Regions from separate parts of the Oryctolagus cuniculus genome. Here region 2 is linked to region 1. A link is a contact called in public Hi-C data. All regions are on one chromosome and are shown on one strand. The core of a region is the stretch at or near the end of the contact, and the rest is flanking DNA. Distances in the headings are between cores, read along the strand shown.

Evidence for each region. Hi-C and Micro-C count contacts between places; a contact is called where the count stands out from the background.
Region 2: a Hi-C map of an unstated tissue shows a contact between it and region 1, with 4 times the contacts expected there. The contact joins the promoter of RHOB here to the promoter of HS1BP3 in region 1. A contact is called at or near these places in 4 of 6 Hi-C or Micro-C datasets (ear pinna, liver, psoas muscle and 1 more).

What each region holds. Positions count from the first base shown.
Region 1 is chr2:181,969,017-181,972,070 of mOryCun1.1, forward strand. It overlaps HS1BP3 (HCLS1 binding protein 3), which reads left to right and starts at 1,669. Exons shown (of 8, transcript XM_070069397.1): 1 at 1,669-1,800. The coding sequence starts at 1,769.
Region 2 is chr2:182,135,212-182,138,261 of mOryCun1.1, forward strand. RHOB (ras homolog family member B) reads right to left here and starts at 1,372. Exons shown (of 1, transcript XM_008254781.4): 1 at 1-1,372. The coding sequence starts at 1,004. The coding sequence ends at 414.

The DNA.
Region 1 (3,054 bases), core at 419-2,918:
TCTGGAGCTTTGCTCGATCTGCGCGATCGCTTCTTGTTTCTGCGGGTTTCCCCTGCACACTGGTTCCTTTCAAAGTCTTTTCAGATCCCCCAAGCCTGAGGGCGAGGAAGCACATTGGCCTTGTTCACCGTGGACTCTTAGCACCCACACACCGTGTGTGTCTTGGATGAATGTTTGTGCAGCACGACCAGCTCCATCCACCGCCCAGCGCGCTGCCCAGACTCCTGGAATGCTCAGCCCCATCACCCAGTTCCATGCCCAGACCCTCAACGTCCTTCCCCTAAAGTGTGACATGTCTGTGGCTCCCATGGCCCCTGCTCTGCCGACAGGCCAGCAAGCAGGAGTGGTCAGCAGCCACCACCCCATTCAGTTGTCCTCCTGCTCACGATCGCTCCTCCACTCTAGAAGCAAATTCCAAGCAAAATCGGCAAGGCGTAAGAACAGTTGTGTTTGGGGCTGGCACTGTGGTGTAGCCGGTAAAGCCGCTGCCTGCAGTGCTGGCATCCCATAAGGGCGCAGGTTCTAGTCCCAGCTGCTCCACTTCCAACCCAGCTCTCTCCTGTGGCCTGGGAAAGCCGTGGAGGATGGCCCAAGTCCTTGGGCCCCTGCACCAGCATGGGAGACCAGGAGGAAGCTCCTGGCTTCAGACCAGCGCAGCTCTGGTCTTTGTGGCCATCTGGGGAGTGAACCAGCAGATGGAAGACCTCTCTCTCTCTGCCTCTCCTTCTCTCTGTGTAACTGTGACTTTCAAGTAAAATAAATAAATCTTTAAAAAGAAAAAAAAAAAAAGAATGGCTGTGCTCATTCAAGAGCAACTTTGGGGAAAGCCACTTTCCAGAATGTGCCACTGTAGAATGTGTTGGTGATGATGATGGTGGCAGGCGCTGCGTGTGTGTGTGTGCGCGCGCAGCCCAGTGGCCAACATTACTCTAGGAGTTGTCCTACAGTGAAGCCCCAGGGAGAGGACAATGAAATAGGCACAGCTGTTGGGTGCCTTTCCTGGCCCTGCTTCCAGACAGCGCCTTTCCCTGGGCCACTTTGACAGGTGACAGTACCATCCCCCTCTTTCCCACCCGTGGAGAGACTTGAGCATGTTATGCACGGGTCTGTTACATTTGCACGCCTCTATACCTAAGGCCATTTTTCAGGCAAGCAGACCCCTGCTCCACTGCCCTGGGCCCAGCTGGGGCAGGCCAAGGGTCAGGAACCTCTGCCAGCCCCCAGCAGAGTGTCTCTGACTCTCCCCCGTGGGGAAGAGTGCCTGCCAGGTGCAGCGAGTGAGCAGACGCAGGAAAGGGACGGATCCTGCAGGCCAGGGCAGGAAAGACGACCCGGAGCTCCAGCTTAGCAACAGGGAGCTTTCCAAACTAGCAAATGAAGTGAAAAGTAGCGTTTATTTTGGTGCAGAAACGTTTTGCAGTTCATGCATAGGAGGGGCGTTCATAGACTTAATGAAGATGAATATTATGCAAAAACTATGTATGATTTTCAATTTCTTTTTATGTGTGCGTTTCGCACCACAATGAACATTTCATTCTGCTAGCCAGGAACTTTGGGGAACGAGCCAGCGGGCAGGGGGCGTGGCTCGTGACGACACGGAGGCGGGGGCGGAGCCGAGCGCCGGGCCGGGCCGGGGAGAGGCGTCTCCCAGGCGGCCGCAGCCCCACCCGAGACGCCGGGGGGCGGGGACGCAACGCTGCCGCGCCGCCGGGTCCCGTGACCGCGCGCCCCGCCCGCAGCCGCCGCAGCCGCCGCCGCCGCCGCCGTCATGCAGTCCCCGGCGGTACTCGTAACCTGCAGGTGAGCGGGATCCCGCGCTGCGAGGGTCCCCATTGTGTGGATCGGGACACGGAGGCCCCCAGGGCGTCAGGGACTCACCCCGGACCCGGCACAGGGCTGGGACGGGCCGCTTCCGGGCAGGGCAGAGGGCGTCTCGGACTTCCCTCGCTACTGGAGGGCCCGCAGCCCTGGACACACACACCCTCCCCGAGCTCCCCGCGTGCCCGGCAGGTGCCCCGGGCGAGCAGAAAGTTCAGGTTGCCGTGGGAACACAGGCCGGCGAGGAACCCGGGCTTCCTGCGGGACGCGTGGAGGGGAAGGCGTTGCGGCTGCTGCAGGAGGTGGCTCGGGAGAAGTGAGGGTCTGACGGCCCCAGGAAGAGCAGGCGGTGCGGGGGCACCTGGGCCCGGGCCTGGGGGGACCCAGCGCAAGACGGTCCTGGCACTGCCCCGCCCAGGACTCACTACTGGACTCACTAGTCAAGTGTTGGCGTGTGCTCCACACTTGCTCGGAAACCTCGGGCCAGCGCGCCGATTTGTTGTGTAGATGGATGTGTTACCCACCCAGCGGGCACAGGAGATCCCCGTGGCTTCAGATGTGGGGAAGTAGGGTACCCAGAGCGGACCCGGTCTGCTCTCCGTGATGGAGGGGGGCTGCAGGAGTCAGCCTCCTCTCGCTGAGCCTGTTCCTTCTGTGCCAGTTGCAGCCTTGAACTTGACAGCTACCGGCAGCAGACACTCCTCCCAGCCACTTGCAGATCCCGGGCTATGACTTTGGGGCTGGGTTCTTGGGAAGTGGGGTGGGCAGGGGCTCCCCCACACTGCCCATCCTGCTTAGCGAAGGCCAGGTGATCGGAGCCTGCCTGCAGGAGTGCAGGAGCAGCAGTCTAGCGGTGAGGTGTGCACTCTGCAGCCAGCCTGGCACCTGTTTCCAGCCTGGCCTCCGCCCACACCCATCCCCCCCTGCACTCAGGTATGCGTTCAGCCAGCAGGTGCTCGTCAGTTCTCTGTGTCCCGGGCTGGTCCAGGTTCTAGGATGTGGAGCCTGGGTTGGGGCAGCAGCATGGCCAGCAGGTGTGGTGTCAGGGATGACAGATGCTGTGAAGAGTGACAGGAGACGTGCGTGCTGTGTCAGGTGTGGGCAGGGGGTGTCCCTCCAACAGGCTGGCCGCTGGACAGAGACAGCAGGAGCTTGTGGCCAGGGTGGCTGGGGTGCGGTGAGCTGGGGGAGCGTATTAGGTGACATGGCGAGCAGGTGGGCTTGGGAGCAGGGGAC
Region 2 (3,050 bases), core at 122-2,621, 170 kb after region 1:
GGCGCTCGCGGGTTACGGGCTAACATCCGATGGGGCGCGGCCCCGGCCCCCACCCCCACCCCGGGGGGACCCGAGGCGGGGGTGGTGTGACAATGTGAGCGAGGGGGCAGTAGAACGTACACGCAGTCACACGCTCTGAGGCTCTGATCCTCAGAACAGGATGTCCAGGGGACCCTTGGCACTCAGCGGGGGCGCCCGGGCCTGTGCCACACAGCTGGACGCACGCAGACACTGGGAAGGGGGCGCCCGGTGCCCACGCGCTTCTCGGCGCGAGAGCCAGAGCCGCCCGCAGACGCCAGGCAGTCTGGTGGGGTCCTTGCAGGGGCGTGGGCCTCCCCTCCCCACGGCTGGCTGGGGGACCGGCCCGGGAGGGGGCGCCGCGCAGGCGGGGGCAGACGGGCGGGCGCGGCCTCTCATAGCACCTTGCAGCAGTTGATGCAGCCGTTCTGCGAGCCGTAGCGCTTCTGGAGCGCGGCGCGCGTGGCCGTCTCGAAGACCTCGCGCACGCCCTCCTTGGTCTTGGCGGAGCACTCGAGGTAGTCGTAGGCTTGGATGCGCACGGCCATGGCGCGGCCGTCGTCCGTGCGCACGGGCTCCTGCTTCATGCGCGCCAGCTCTGTGCGGACGTGCTCGTCGCTGCGCAGGTCCTTCTTGTTGGCCACCAGGATGATGGGCACGTTGGGGCAAAAGTGTTTCACCTCCGGCACCCACTTCTCGGGGATGTTCTCCAGCGAGTCCGGGCTGTCCACCGAGAAGCACATGAGGATGACGTCGGTGTCCGGGTAGGAGAGCGGCCGCAGGCGGTCGTAGTCCTCCTGGCCCGCTGTGTCCCACAGCGCCAGCTCCACCTGCTTGCCGTCCACCTCGATGTCGGCCACATAGTTCTCGAAGACGGTGGGCACGTACACCTCGGGGAACTCGTCCTTGCTGAACACGATCAGCAGGCACGTCTTGCCGCACGCGCCGTCGCCCACCACCACCAGCTTCTTGCGGATGGCCGCCATGAGCCGGCCGGGCCCGGGCAGCAGGAGGGGGCCCGCGAGCGCCTCGCTGCCGTCCCGCTCGCTTCGCTCACTGCTCACCTCCGGCGGCGCGCTGGGGGGCGAGGGTCGCTAGCTGCACCCAGGCCCCGCGGTGGCGCGTTCTCTCCGGGCGCTCAGGCTGCCGCGGCGGGGGCGCGGGTGCATAGGGCGCGCCGCGCTGCTCGCGGACTGCGGCCGCGGCTCACGCCCCGGGCCGGGGTCGGCGGCTTTGTGCGCCACAAGGGCTCGGGCTGCGGTCGGTCCCGCTCCCCCTCCCGGGTCCCGGGCCGCGCGTACCAGGGCGCCGACGACTCCAGCCAGACTGCGGTGGCAGATGCGGGCTGCGGCCCTAGCGCCTGCTATTTAAAGAGTCCGGCCACTTTCTTAATATAGCCGCCCAATAGGAAGCGAGCCGGCTGAGCTCATCGCTGCGGAGCTTGGCTCTGATTGGCCGCCTGCTGCAGCCCGAAGGCGGGGCCGCACGGGCTTGATTGACGGCCCTGGCCGCGGGGCTGGGAGAGGCGGCGACCGTGGAGTCTGCGCGGCCGCCGGCGCTGCGGGGCCGCGGCGGCCCCGGCTCCCCGCCTTCGTCGTGGCCCGAGGGCTGGCTGCCTAGAGCCCGCGGGGTCTGGGCCCGCGGGTTCCGAGACGGGGCGGCACTTTGGAGTGGGGGGTCGGCGCCTCCTTTTAGAGCAGAATCGCGGGGCTTTCTGGCCAACCCCCCGCGGGTGGTCGGACCTGGGGCGGGGGAGGGGCGGCTCCCGTAACGTGGTTTTGTTTGTAAGTAAACAACCACACACACACGCACACGCACGGCCACACACGCACTTTTGTTTCCAAACTGAAAGGTTTCTTCTTCGCCCTTTTGGAGCCGGCCGCTCTGTGCTCGGGCCTCCCGGGGCGCCCTTGCCCTGGGATTGAGCCCCTGGCGTGAGGCGCCCACTGCAACCTGGGTGGGCCTGGGCCGAGCCTCCCGGCCCTTGCAAGCCCCTGCCCTCCTCTTTCAGGACCCCCCAGCTCGGGTCGCCGGGCGAAGGTGAGGGAAAGGAGACCGAGTGGGCGAGCGCTGGTTCGATGAATGGGAAGGGGCAGGCCGGGGTATTTGGCCGAAACTCTGCGTGGTTCTTTCGGATCCGTTTGTTAAGGCAGAGCCGTGTCCGAACGAAGAGTGCAATAGAATCTGGCCCCCTAAACCCCACTGAGCCGGCGAACGGTGGGGCAGGGGCCCAGGGCTCGCAGGTGCGAGTGAGCGCGCGCTGGGGGTCCATCGCCCCAAACCAGCAGGGCTGCAGGCAGCTGCCCCGGGGACCCTGCGGGACGTGGCCCTCACCTCTGGTCTGGAAACCCGAAGGGAGACCTGCCCATCACGGCGAGCTCACTGCCCCATTGTCTGTCTGCCTCTGGATTGTGGTTTGGTGGGGGCGCCAGCGTCCTCCGGACCCAGCCAGCAGGTGACTGGAGGATCGACCCGCTTGTTCAGGAGCTCAGTGGGGATTTTCTGGGGGGCTCTTACCTCAGCTCCAGATCCACTCTAACAGTCACCCAGGCGAACCCACGCAGGCAGCTGAGAGGGAGCCTGTGGTTTCAGTGCCACTCACAGGTCAACCTAGTGGCTGTTACCCTCTAGGGCCCATCCTGGCCCGCATCGGTTGAACCATCAGAAGGGCTGCATGTTCCCCACACCAGCTCCACTTTTTTACAGCGCCCAAATTATTTTTGTTGTTGTTGTTAGAGAGAGGAATTTTGTCTTTTTTTTTTTTTTTTAAGATTGATTGATTTGTTTGAAAGGCAGAGTTACAGAGAGGCAGAAGCAGAGAAAGAGAAAGAGGTTTTGCATCCACTGGTTCACTCCCCAGATGGCTGCAATGGCCAGCACTGGGCTGATCCAAAGCCAGGAGCCAGGAGCTTCTTACAGGTCTCCTAGGGGGATGCAGGAGCCCCCAGGACCTGGGCTAGCTTCTACTGTGTTCCCAGGCCATAACAGAGAGCTGGATCGGAAATGGAGCAGCCAGGACTTGAACTGGCGCC